3 separate regions of the Sus scrofa genome follow, and all the other regions are linked to region 2. The links are chromatin contacts, called in public HiChIP or PLAC-seq maps. All regions are on one chromosome and are shown on one strand. Each heading gives the region's core, a stretch centred on a gene start, on an enhancer-like site or on the middle of the called end of the contact. The rest is flanking DNA. Distances are from core to core; before and after follow the strand shown.

Region 1 (4,061 bases), core at 302-2,801, 100 kb before region 2:
TTGAATTCATGATACCAGATGCTCAAATAATGAGACCTGTTGTAACCCACCCCCTAAACACAGGCCACTCAATAATCTGAATTTTTACAAATTGCATCCTGTTTTAAATGCACTAGAAAGGCCTGGAATTTCAAGGAACAAAATGCTGTTTCCACCTTTTCATTGTCCCGGAGGCAACATTTCAGTTCACTCGTCACTTGTTTTTCTAAACTTCTGGCTTAAGTTTTTCTAAGTCCTGTGGAGGTTGCAGATGTAACTTTCTCAATGAGATTACAAATGAGGAAAAGGATGTTGTCGATGACTTGCGTGGGTGTCAGCTGGACTCCCCAGCATTGCCATGTCTTTTTTTTCTACACCGTTCCTTTGTGCCTTCACCCAACTATGGCTGCAGTAGCAAGTACCCCATGGGGCACTGACTGTGCAGCCCCCGAGTTACAGGAGGGTTTGGCTGGCCTGCCTAGGGCCCTGATGCGGGGGAGAAGGAGTCCTGGCCCAGCCTTTCAGTAGCTGCGCCACGGATATTCCTTAAGGTCAAGCCACAAACGACAGTTGCTTGTTCATGTATCACAAGTTCTTCTAGATAGGGTTCTCACCTGGGCACTCTGGCCTCCAAGGGACCCTGAGCCATGTCTGGGGACATCTGCGGTTATCATGATTTTGGGGGGAGCCGGGCACTGGGTGAATGGGGCCAAGGAGGCTGCTTCACCCCGTATAGTGCCCAGGATACCTCTCAGAGGATGTCAGGGCCCTAAATGTCCACAGTGCTTCCCGAGGGGAGAACCCTTTTCCTACCCTGTGCAGTCTGTTAACAAAGGAAGACGCTACCTTAAAAATGCAAGAGTAAGGAGTTCCCACTGTTGTGCATCAGAATCCGACTAGTATCCATGAGGATGCAGGTTCAACCCCTGGCCTTGCCAGGGATCCAGCATTGCCATGAGCTGTGGTGTAGGCTGCAGGTGTGGATCCTGTGTTGCTGTGGCTGTGGCTGTGGCCAGCAGCTGTAGCTCCGATTCGACTCTAACCTGGGAAGTTCCATATACGGCAGGTGCAGCCCTAAAGAGCAAAAAAAAAAAAAAAAAAAAAAAAAAAAAAAAAAAGGAAGAGTCAAGGATCCTGGGGTCAGGGCGGGGGGGAGAACCACCAGATTCTTTCATACAAGCCCTTCCATGTTGCCTCTGAACTTCGATGTTTCAGACCAAACCCAGGTTGACAACCTACTTGACAACCTTAGAGACATGCCCAAACCTCCCGGAATTTGGGAATTTCGGGGAGTGTCATGCTGGGCTGCCACAGGATCCTCTCCCTCAGCCCCTGCATCCCTCGTTTCCCAGCTAGCAGGGCATCGCTCTCTGGCCAGCACCTCTTGAAATGCTCTCAGAAACCAGCCTGGTTTGTTTGGATGAACCGAGGAAGGGTTAGGCCAGTGCAGTATTTATATGGGTGAAACTGAAACCTCAGATCCCAGCGTAGATTTTCAAGCAGACAGACATTCCTCAAGTCAGCGAAGGAAAGTGCCGGCTCCCCAGGGTTACCCCGGGACAGCAGCCCGCACGTCAGCAGAGCATCACGTGGTGTTTACACTCGCAGAGCGGGACAGCCGGCCGTCCTGTGAGCAGACTGCAGAACCCAGTGGCATCTGGTTTTTCCAGCCATGCGTGGGGCACCAAACTTCCTGTCATGCCCCGCTCCCCCACCCCAGGTCCCTCTTCTTCATTGGCACTCAGTGGAAATGTTCACTGGAAACTCAACTTCCCATTTTTGGAGATGCTTCTAGAAACTAGACCCCTTTCCAGCTTATAGTGAGGTGACCTTTTAGTTCAGCTTCAATCTTTTTTTCCTTCCCTTAAAAGTAAATTAATGAGGAAGTGATACTGGTTCAGTATAAATCAGTGTTTTCTTAACCTTGTTTTTTTTTTTTTCTTTTTTTTGCGATCACTGCCCCCACCCCAGCCCAGCCTTTTTTGACTTTTTTTTTTTTATCCTAATTGCACATCAAAAAGAATAATGCTGGCGTTCCCATCGTGGCTCAGCGGAAACGAATCTGACTAGTATCCATGAGGACGATCCCTGGCCTTGCTCAATGGGTTAAAGATCTGGTGCTGCTATGAGCTGTGGTGCAGGTTGCAGACGCAGCTCAGATCTGGCGTTGCTGTGGCATAGGCTGGCAGCTACAGCTCCGATTTGATCCCTAGCCTTGGAACCTCCATATGCCGCTGGTGCGGCCCTTAAAAAAAAAAGGTAGGGGGGATTTTTAAATCCTTGGAGGTTTAAAAACATCCAGCACAATTGTTATTTTCTATTGCTGGCTGTGGATAAAGACATACCATATAGCTAAACAATATGAGTTCATAGTGATACTTTAAAAAAAAATAACTTAAGTGTTGAACCCTCCTACAATGTTGGTGGGAATGTAAATTGGTGCAGCCACTATGGAGAATGGTATGGAGGTTCCTCAAAAAAATAGGAGTTCCCTGGTAGCCTATTGGGTTAAGGGTCTGGTGTCACTGCTGTGGTGTGGGTTTGATCCGTGGCCCCGGAACCTCTGCATGCCACTGGTACAACCAAAAAAAAAAAAAAAAAAAACAAAAAACAAAAACCTAATAATAGAGTTTCCATATGATCCAGCAATCCCACTCCTGGGCATATATCCAAGAAAAGATGAAAACTCTAGTTTGAAAAGATACATGTACCCCCGTGTTCATTGCAGCGCTATTTACAATAGCCAAGACATGGAAACTACCTAAATGTCCATTGACAGAGGAGTGGATAAAGAAGATGTGGCACATATACACAATGGAATATACTCAGCCATAAAAATGAAATAATGCCATTTGCAGCAATATGGATGGACCTAGAGATGATCATAAGTGAAGTCAATCAGAGGAAGACAAATATTATATGATACCACTTATATATGGAATCTAAAATATGATACAAATGAACCTATTTACAAATCAGAAACAGAATCACATGGAAAACAATCTTATGACGTTTCTGTTGTGGCTCAGCAGTAATGAACCCAACTAGTATCCATACGGACTGAGGTTTGATCTCTAGCCCTGCTCAGTGGGTTATGGATCTGGTGTTGCTGTGGTGTAGGCCAGCAGCTGCAGCTCCAATTTGACCCCTAGCCTGGGAACTTCCATATGCCTTGGTGTGGCCATTAAATAAATAAATAAATAGAAGGAGTTCCCATTGCAGCTCAATGGAAACGAACCCAACTAATGTTCATGAGGATGCAGGTTTGATCCCTGGCCTCACTCAGTGGGTTAAGAAACCCTCATTGCCACGAGCTGTGATGTAGGTCCCAGATGCACCTTGGATCCTCTGTTGCTCTGGCTGTGGCGTAGGCCAGCAGCTGTACCTCCAATTCGACCCCTAGCCTGGGAACTTCCATATGCCGCATCTTTGGCCCTAAAAAAAAAAAATCTGAAAAACCACCAGCATGTTGATGTTAATTTTTTTCCCACATTCAGTGGATATTTATTATTTCTTTAATAGATTGCCAGCTTCATCTCCCTCCCTCCCTCCAACTGGAATTTCATTTTGTTTCCATGCTGAGCGGCGAAACGATGACAAAGCTAATCAGAATAAGCTACTTTGGAAAGAGAGAACTGAGCTAACACAGCTCTTTAACAGAATATAAACATGCACACTCTAGAATCCACAGTGGTTTAGACACTAGGAAATTCAGATGGGATCTTGAAGTGTGTAGGCAAATCCAGGGTGCCATAAAGATGAGCTGAGATGCTGTGCAACAGTTTAAGGCTGGCACTACATCTCTTGGCTACTAGCTTAATCTTGACATGGGGGGAAATAATAGCTAATGCCAAGTGGAGATGCAGAGAGTGCTAAGTTTATAGGCTGTGCACAAGAATAATATATATATATATATAGCTGAATCACTTTGCTGTACACCTGAAACTAACAACATTGTAAGTCACCTATAGTTCAATTTTGGGGGGGGGGTCTTTTTAGGGCAGCACTACAGCATATGGAAGTCCCCAGGCTAGAGGTCAAATTGGAGCTGTAGCCACTGGCCTGTGCCATAGCCACAGCAA
Region 2 (4,367 bases), core at 1,521-4,020:
GCTCCAGAAGGGGGTGGGGAACCTCCCCCTCCCAGGGCCCCTTTGGGGAAAACAAGCTGGCTCAAAATAGCTCGCTGGGTGATGAGGCCCTAAGGCCAGCGGGCTGCCCACGGGACATGCCTAACGTGGCTGAGCGCTGAGCTGGTGCAGACCGGTCAGCTCGGCTTTGTTGACAAACACCGGCCCAGGTGCGGGTGGGGCGGGGCAGGGCGGAGGCCCAGCTCACCGTGACCAGGAGGCAGTGCAGGTCCCGGGCCTCAGTGGTGCCCTGGGTCTCGGCCGGCTCGCCCAGCAGCTGTGCCAGTCGCTGCATTCCTGACACCCGCACGATATCGATATCGTTGTCACAGCAAAACGACTGGATGAGGGTGAAGTGGATCTGCAGGGCGATGTCATCCTCTTCCTCCTCGTCAATGGCCAGGAGGCACAGGACAACGCTGTCAGGGTCCCTGAGGGGCCAGAGGAGGGCGATGGGTCAGCTGGGGACTGGGGAGGGGCCACCGCGCAGCGCGGAGTTTGCAAAAGCAAAGACACCGCAGGTTGCCGGGAATCGTGTATGCCTGCAGACGGTGGGATGGAGGTGATGTTCGGTTCAAGGTTCTGGGCGGGGGCGGGGGGAGGTAAGGCAGGGATATTGATGGGGAGGTTGCTTACACATGATGCAGCACCGGGATACTGCAGCCTCCCCACTCAGAAAGCAGAAAGGCCCTCAACCCACAGTAGGGACACATGGAGATGTCCCAGCCCCATGCAAGAGAGGGGCGCAGCAAGGATCGTGCAAAGCGAAGGGAGTCCCCACCCGCGCCCATCCCGGGGACGGGGTCTGACTCACACATTCATCAGCTTGGCCGACTCGTACACCCCCACGGTGAGGCGGTCCTGGCGCTGCGCGGCCACCAGCAGCTCCTCCACCGCGGCGCTCACCGTCTGCATCCTGGAGCCAAGGAAGATGGGGGTCAGCGCCGGATCGGCCACCGGGTACTCCGGTCCCCGCCCGGCCCGGCCGACCTCAGGCGGCGGGGCCCCGGTTACTTACTTTTGCGCCGCGTTGTCGCATGCCACGAGCTCTTCCAGTGTCATGTTGCAGTTATAATCCACAGTGGAAAACAGCCACACGACAGTTCCAAGGATGAAAATGAAAAATCCGAGGCCGGAGAGCCCAAAGCCTTCCCACGGAGCCCGAGCGTTCGTCTAGACCTTCAGATCGCAGCGAAATCCTCTCCACAAAAAACGAAAAAGATTGCAAATACCTCAGCAAAAAATAATCCAGGAAGCGACCGCTAACAGCGCGAGTCCTCAGCTTCAATAATCTGAACCCGCGGCCGCGGGCACCGCCACTTATAGACTGTACAATAGGGGCGTGGCCCCGGTGGACCGTCTTCTCTTCCTATTGGAGGAAAAACAAAGGCGAGAGAAACAGGCGCCGCGGTTGGCTGGCGGTGGGAAGAGGGCGGGGCGCCGTGCGGGGGCGCCCCACGTGGGGGCGAGAGCTGGGAGGAGGGCGCGAGGGGGGGAGCGGGGAGTTTGAGTGCCAGAAAAAAAAAAAAGCAGAAGTTTTCTCCTGATTTCCCGGCAGCCGAGCCGCGTTTCGGGGCGCGCGCGGGATTTCCAGCGCGCCAGGCGGCCCTGACTTTCGGGGGGGCCTGGAATCCCCTCCCCGTCCTCGGAGAGTCCCCGGCCTGCACCTTTCCAAGTCCTGCTGGGGTTTTGCATGGGGAGAGAGCACTGTTTGCAGCCTGATCCTTTCTAGTGATGGTTTCCGGGATCTCCCCAGGCTGCAGGGACCCCAGACCCAGGGTGACTTAACTTTCTGGGCCCTTGTCTAATGGGAATGCAGCGCTGGCCTCCTTGGGTTGCAGGAGTGCAAAATAAAATTAGGAGTACGCAGTAAGCGAATAACAAGCAAGCGGTGATGGTTGCGGGAGACTGCCTCCAGGTCTCCAAAGTTGGGGGCTGCGAAGGCGGCCTGAGTCCCCACCTGTCCTATGACAATGCACACTGTCCTCATTGGGTTGCAGGAAGCCTTGACTTTAATAGGGAGGTACACAGTACGCACTCCGTAGAGTCAGTTACGACCTGGTAGTCGTAAGAGGCCGCCTCGAGGTACCCAGAAGCAAGGGTTGCAAAGCCTAGGACCGAGACGCGATGCCCCCTCCCCACCCGCCGCGAGTTTCAGGGTGGGGCGAGCGTGGGAGGTGCAGGTGGCTCCGCCTCGCAGGTTCCGCGCCCCCTGCTGGCGCCTCACTTTGGGTTGTTTGCACCTCCGCGCCTCACCTGACAGTGGGGGAATTAGAGGCCGGAGAGAGATCGAGGGAAAACATTTTTGCAGGCGTTGCGTGCTGCCACCTTGGCACGCTTCCCGCGATGCTCGCCACTTTTACTTCCTCCCTCCGGAGAGGGCGCTGAGTGTATTGAGAGTACTGTGTATCAGGCTCCCCCTATCACTTGCCTTATCTCTTAATCCCCAAGAACCTAGGAAGCAAGGGCTATGCTTATCTGCATGATGTAGAAGAGGAAACTGAGGCTTCGTGAGGCTTCCACTCCCTCAAGCTACGGGTTAATTCGTACTGGAACCACACTTGTGCGCCAGGCACGGCCGCACTCTGGGACTGCCGCCAGCCTCGCCCTCTCCCCGGGAAAGCAGTTCACGAGCCAGGCGGGCAGGCCCGCGTAGGACTTTCTCCCACGGTCGATCAGGGGCTCCCGGGTGACTCACAGCTGCGCCCCCTCCCCCGCCAGCCTGGGGTCTGGTCTCTGCCCCGCCGCTCGGTTCCCCCAGCTCCTCGGCCAGCGGTCGAGCTGACGCATCCCGCCGCCTCCGCGCCGCCCACCGTGGGGGCGCGAAATGTTCTGGGCGCTGTAAGGCGAGTTGGCGCCACCTGGCGGCCATACGAGGTCCCTGCGGCCCGCAGCGCCGGAAGGGACAGACCGGCGGGGGCCGGGTGAGGAGGAGGACTGAGGTAACAGCGGCAGTATTTTGTATACACAGTATTTTATATGTGCAACATGTATTTAATAAGTTTATAGATGCAATTTTTTGAAAAATCAAGTAAACTACTGCCCAGGGCTGCGAGTTTTGTTTTTCGTTTGTTTTTGTTCTTAGGGCCACACCCGCGGCATATGGAAGTTCCCAGGCTAGGAGTTGAATCAGAGCTGCAGCTGCTGGCCTACGCCACAGCAACGCAGGATCCGAGCAGTGTCTGCGACCTCCACCACAGCTCACGGCAATGCCGGATCCTTAACCCACAAAGTGAGGCTGAGGGATGGAACCGACAACCTCGTGGTTCTTAGTTGGAGTCGTTTCTGCTGCATCACACCGGGAACTCCCCCCCTGTTGTTTTTTTTTTTTTATGGTAAAATATGCGTGCTATATATCATTTTGACCATTTGTAAGCATACTGTTTGGTGGTGTTAAATATATTCACAATGCTGTGTCACAATCACCGTGATCTAGACCTCAAAATTTTCTATCATTCCCAACATAAACTCCTGGGAGTTAAACATGAGCTACCACCAGCTCCTGTCACCTACCATTATACTTTGTCTCTATGAATTTTATCCTTTAGGGAGGAGGAAGAGAGTGGGATGGACGGGCACTCAGGGTTTTTGTATGCAAACTGTTAAATTTGGAATGGACCAGCAATGGGCTCCTACTGCACAGCACAGGAAACTGTGTGTGATTGGGTCACTTTGTTGTACAACAGAAATTGAAGAGATGTTGTAAATCAAGTATACTTTAATAATAGTAAAAAAGGAACCTCCCATAGATGGGATCATAGTGTATTCATCCTCTTGTGTCTGACTTATTTTATTGAACATAATGTCTTCAAGTCTCATCCATGTATACGTCAGAATTTCCTACTTTTGGGAGTTCCATTCGTGGCTCAGTGGTTAACGAACCTGGTTAGGATCCAAGAGGATGCAAGTTCGAGCTCTGGCCTTGCTCAGTGGGTTTACAATCCTGTGTTGCCATGAGCTGTGGTGTAGGTTGCAGATGAGCCTCAGATCCTGGCTTGCTGTGGCTGTGGCACGGGCCAGTAGCTGTAACTGATTCGACCCCTAGCCTAGGGACTTCCATATGCCACGGGTGCGGCCCTCAAAAAAAAAAAAAAAGCAAAAAAAAAAAAAAAAAAGAATTTCCTCCTTTTAATTTAATGCTGACTAATATATTGCATGGATAGACCATATTTAGTTTATCCAATTCACCTGTTGTTGGGCATAGGGGTGGTTTCCAGTAATTGTTGTGTTGCATTACTTGTTTTTGTCCACAAAGTTTTATCGGAACCAGGGCAGGTTGTATGGTGAGGAGAGTGAAGCATCCACCACCTCAGGCACAAATTTTAAGGGAATGCTACAAAACTCAGTCG
Region 3 (4,495 bases), core at 1,147-3,646, 120 kb before region 2:
GGTTCCCAGGCTAGGGGTCTAATCGGAGCTGTAGTGGCTGGTCTATACCACAAGCCACAGCAACGCTGGATCCGAGCCGAGTCTGTGACCTACACCACAGCTCATGGCAACCCACTGAGCGAGGCCAGGGATTGAACCTGCATCCTCATGGATTCTAGTCAGGTTCATTACCACTGAGCCACAATGGGAACTCCCCCTTTTTACTGCTTGTGAAAGATGTTACCTAATGGACATTTTGATGGTATTTCAATGTCTGGGGGGGCCTCACACCCTGATTAGGTTTTGGCCTGATCTTAAACACTTGCTACAAACTTGTTACAATGTAGATCGACAGTAGCAACTTTTTTCTATAAAGAGCCAGACCTTAAATATTTTCATGTTTTCAGTCCAGGCTGTCTCTGCTATAACTACTTAGCTCTGCCCTTTGGGCGTGACACTTGCCAGAAACAATGCCTCCATGCCATCCATTGGCGTGGATGTGTGCCAATAAAACTTTATTTACAAAACCACACGGAGGCTGGATGTGGCCCCAGGTCAGAGCTCACCTACCCCACTTTAGGATGTAGGTTCTTCAACTTTTTGGTCCTGAAGTTTCCAAAGAGCTTTTGTGTTATTTGGATTACATTTATTGGAAGTTACTAGATTCAAAATTAAAACCGAGAAAAATGTTAAATGTTTATTAATTCATTTACAGATAACGATAACAAACCTTAACTGACATTTTTAATGGGAAATAAAGAATTAATAATAAAATGGCAGGGGAAAAGAGGCTGTCACAGCCCGGAGTTGACTAAGGAGACATGTCAACTAAATGAAAGTGTGGGGATCCTGGTGCCCAAAAAGGACATTGGGGGAAAACTGGTGAAATCTGAAAAAGGTGTCCCCATATCACTTTCCCAGCTGTGACAAACATGGACCAGGGAAGGGTGGTTGGGGAAGGGCAGGTGGCACTCTCCCTGCTGTCTTTGTAACTTTTCTGTAAACCCCAGATTATTTCAAAGTACACATTTGTTGGGGGAAAAAAAAAAAGGACTAAAGGAAAGAACTTGTACAGTCAAGCATTGTGGCCTCAGTCAGAGGAGGGGAAGGAGGGGGAAAGTGGAGAAGCCAGGCGGCGGGAGAGTGAGTGGTGGGTCAGGCTGCCGATCAAAACACTGACCTGGCGCCCAGCACAGGCCAAGGACGGTCATAGGTGCCAGACACAGTGGTGAATCAGTGAGTGAAGCCCCGGCTTCCGAGGACAATGCTGGCACAGACACCTAAGAAAACGAGAAGCACAAGAAGAAGAAATTAGGAAATGTGCTGAGGCGGGGCTGAGCAAAGAGATGAGAGCCTGAGGTCCAGGGAGGTCTTGGAGGAGGCCACGTCCATGGCAACCTTAAGGAATTGGAAGGAGCGTTGGAGGCAGAAGGCAGGGTGCTGGTGAGGAGGGAGCTCTGAGGGCTTCCTGGAGGTGGCGGCTTGCAGGGCTGGAGGTGGGAATCGGTGGGCAGTGCATGGACAGTTGTGAGTTGTGATGGCCAGGAGTCCTGGAGAATGGCCCTCTGTCCAGGCTGCTCTCTTGCTTTTGATCAGACTCATGGAGGCCCCAGGCTCTCAGTCCCTGAGGCAGAGTCAGAGCTGAAGTGGCACATGGGGTCTGGTCCCTACATGGGTCACCTCTGCCTCCTGGAAAATGCCCAGGCCCTCAGCTAGGCCAGCAGTCTCAACCAGGGGGCATTCTGCTCCCAGAGGACAGTGGGCCATGCCTGGGGCATCCGTGGTTGTCACGATGGGGCGGGGGGGGGGAGTCTGGCATTGAGTGGGTGGGGGCCGGCGGGTTCTGCTCCACCCACCACAGTGCCCAGGACCGACCCCAGAGAGAATGACACGGTCCCGATGTCAGCAGTGCCAGGGGGAGACCCTATGTTAATTATTCAGAAAAAATATTGTGTCTGATCTCTGCTCACACTGGACACTTGGGTTTAGAGCCAGGCTGGACGCAGGAGGTATGACCCCAAATCACTCTTCTGCTTGGAAATTCAAATACCTGTGACATTGGGTTTCCCCAGTTTCCTGCACCCCCATCCTGAGCCTCCCCCAGGGCATTGGTGGCCACATGGTGCTCAGAGCTGGGAGGCCTCAGAAACTCGCTTTCAGTTGTGGGATCAGCCACAGAATCTTCAGGGCCTGGTACAAAATGAAAACCCGGGCCTCTTGTTCAAAAATTACCAGGAGATTCTAGATAGCAAGAGCAGAGCATTAAACCAAGGGTGGGCCCGAGGCCGGCACTGGCTCAGCTCCAAGGTCGAGGCCAGAAGTTTGGGGGGGGGGCACTCTGGGCTGGGCCCTGGCCCCCGAGCGTGTCCCCTGCAGCAAGGCCAAGCCGCTGTCCTTGGCGCCCATCCCTGTTTACTCCACACGCTTCAGCTGGGCCGGGCTGACCAGGAAAATCTGGGAAAGATCATTCTGCTCGCAGGGCGGCCTCCAGGGGCGTGCAGACCTGGGGAAAGCATGGGCTGCCTGGGCTGGAGCCTGGGTCGATGGCCTTCAAGCCCTGCCCTCCCTGCCCCCTGGCTACAAGGACTGTGGCTTCTGTCTCCCATGCCCCCAGCGTGTTCCTGACGTGCAGACAGAATACACAACCTGAGTGGCAGAGAAAGGAGGCCACCTGCATAGTCTGGGGTCATCCTGGTTCGTACCGTCTAACCCCTAGGAATGTGTCCTTGTGTCTAGTGTAAGCAGGCATCAGACTCAATCTTTTCTCTAATAATTAACCCGGGGTTTCCCCCTTGGCACTGTGTTTGCTGGGGCCGGGTCACGGTCTGTGGGGGGCCATCCTGGGCACTGTGGAGTGTGGCGTGGCCTCCCTGGTCCCCAAGCCCTAGATGCTGGGGTACCCCCAGTCCTGATGACCACAGATGTCCCCAGACTCCCCCCCCCCAGGGTGAGAGCACCTCAGGTCCAGCCCTCTGAGGGGGAGGGGCTTCAGAAGCTGCACCGGGCAGCTGGGTCTCTTTCCCGGCACCCCCTGGGAACAAGCTTGGTGTCACAGGGATCTGCTGCAGCCGCAGTGCCAGGAACACTGCCCGGGCTTCTGCTGGATTTCTTGGCCGTGAAACATGGAGGGCTGGGAGCTGTGCTTTCCAGGGATTGGGCAACAAACCTCAGCGTCTATGCTGACGGCTTCCACACGCAGCAGCCCGGAATCGGCAGCTCTGTGGGCTCCACACTCCACCCCCAAACCCATCCTGTGCCCACAGGGGTCCAGACTCAGGGGCTGAGCTGCTGCTTCCAAAGTCATTTCCATTACTGGACCAAGACCGGGGTCTCATCGGGCGTGACCCTGCCCCAGGGGACACTGGGCCATGTCTGGGGACATCTGTGGTGGTCACGACTTGGGGGCTCCTGGCCCTAAGAGGGTGGGGCCAGGGAAGCCGCTCAACACCATGCAGCACCCAGGACGCCCCCACCCCCCGCCAGGGGGATGACTCAGCTCGGAGCTCTCCCGGAACTCCTGGTCTGGGGAGCTCATGGTTCTGGTCTCAGGTCCACAGGATGAGGTCAGAAGGCTGGTGCGGCCCTGTCCACTCTGCAGCGGATGGGGTGCACGGGACCCTGGATCACTGCCTGTGTGTGAATGGGGCACTGTCTTCAGACATGTGGTCCTGATCCCCTGTGCTGGTTTCCTCAAAGCCCTTTAACCCCTGCCCCGGGGTCTTGACAGCCACAGCCTTGCTCTGTGATGTCAGCAGCTGGCTCCATGGCCACCGGCCTAAGGCTTCCAGAAAGCTCACGCCCACTCCCAGGAAGGAGCTCTGGGGGAGCTGCCTGTTTCCAGTCAGCACCAGGTGGGGGGGTGAGGGAGGTGGACAGGGCATCAGGGCCCAGCCCAGGCAGCTCCCACAAACCCCTCTGAGCGTCCACAGGTCTCACCTCCAGGCTGCCAGCTCGGAGGGCTGAGTCAGGGCTGTGTCACGTGGAGGAAAGAAATGCCAGCTCAGCTGCAGCCTTAGAAGCTTCGTCAGATCAGTGAAGTCCCTGCTTAGCCTGCCACCCCCGACCTGCCCCTGCCACCCCATACCCGCTCCCCATTCTCCCAAGGGCCGGTCAGCTTTGGACGTGGCCACCCATTCCCTCCCCGCCAACCGCCAAAGACATCTTCGCAGCCCCCGACAGTTGCAGGAGCTACTGACACTCGCTACCATGTGGATGGACCTCGAGACCACGATGCTCAGAGAAGCAGACACAGAAGGACACACTATGTGATTCCTCTCCCCCTAGTACTCGCACTGCTGGCCCGCATCACTTTAGGATCTGTGCTCCCGCGTCCCTTTCCAGTGAGGGTGCCACAGCCCCAGTCCTTCCGAACAGCCTTCCTTTTCTCCTGGATGCCACCGAGTGAAACCGTCTCTGCTTCATGCAGTTATCTGTGTACGTGTTCCTCTCCCCGACCTAGAATGTTAGGTCTGTCAGGCGTTGTCCAGTCCAGAGGTCACTAACTTTTCTCCAGAAA

Evidence for each region. HiChIP or PLAC-seq counts read pairs in DNA pulled down with a chosen protein or histone mark.
Region 1: an H3K27ac HiChIP or PLAC-seq map of skeletal muscle shows a contact between it and region 2. The contact joins the enhancer-like site here to the promoter of GADD45B in region 2. A contact is called at or near these places in 2 of 5 promoter capture datasets (fetal skeletal muscle and liver), 13 of 47 Hi-C or Micro-C datasets (adipose tissue, alveolar macrophages, embryonic fibroblasts and 6 more) and 2 of 2 datasets of contacts at active chromatin or transcription factors (alveolar macrophages and skeletal muscle).
Region 3: an H3K27ac HiChIP or PLAC-seq map of skeletal muscle shows a contact between it and region 2, with 18 times the contacts expected there. The contact joins the enhancer-like site here to the promoter of GADD45B in region 2. A contact is called at or near these places in 5 of 5 promoter capture datasets (fetal liver, fetal skeletal muscle, liver and 1 more), 36 of 47 Hi-C or Micro-C datasets (adipose tissue, alveolar macrophages, blood and 17 more) and 2 of 2 datasets of contacts at active chromatin or transcription factors (alveolar macrophages and skeletal muscle).

What each region holds. Positions count from the first base shown.
Region 1 is chr2:76,008,815-76,012,875 of Sscrofa11.1, forward strand. All of the region lies in intron 2 of GNG7 (guanine nucleotide-binding protein G(I)/G(S)/G(O) subunit gamma-7), which reads left to right. Among named protein-coding and RNA genes, the nearest start is that of GNG7, 81 kb to the left of the region's middle. Within about 2 kb of position 1,552, at least 55 of the 83 cell types and tissues checked have an H3K27ac peak or open chromatin away from gene starts, as enhancers often do. A contact at or near this core is called in adipose tissue, alveolar macrophages, embryonic fibroblasts and 5 more, where this site is marked.
Region 2 is chr2:76,108,688-76,113,054 of Sscrofa11.1, forward strand. GADD45B (growth arrest and DNA damage-inducible protein GADD45 beta) reads right to left here and starts at 2,771. Exons shown (of 5, transcript XM_005654701.2): 1 at 2,275-2,771; 2 at 1,037-1,387; 3 at 833-934; 4 at 227-449. The coding sequence starts at 1,080.
Region 3 is chr2:75,991,280-75,995,774 of Sscrofa11.1, forward strand. All of the region lies in intron 2 of GNG7 (guanine nucleotide-binding protein G(I)/G(S)/G(O) subunit gamma-7), which reads left to right. Among named protein-coding and RNA genes, the nearest start is that of GNG7, 64 kb to the left of the region's middle. Within about 2 kb of position 2,397, at least 34 of the 83 cell types and tissues checked have an H3K27ac peak or open chromatin away from gene starts, as enhancers often do. A contact at or near this core is called in adipose tissue, fetal liver, liver and 6 more, where this site is marked.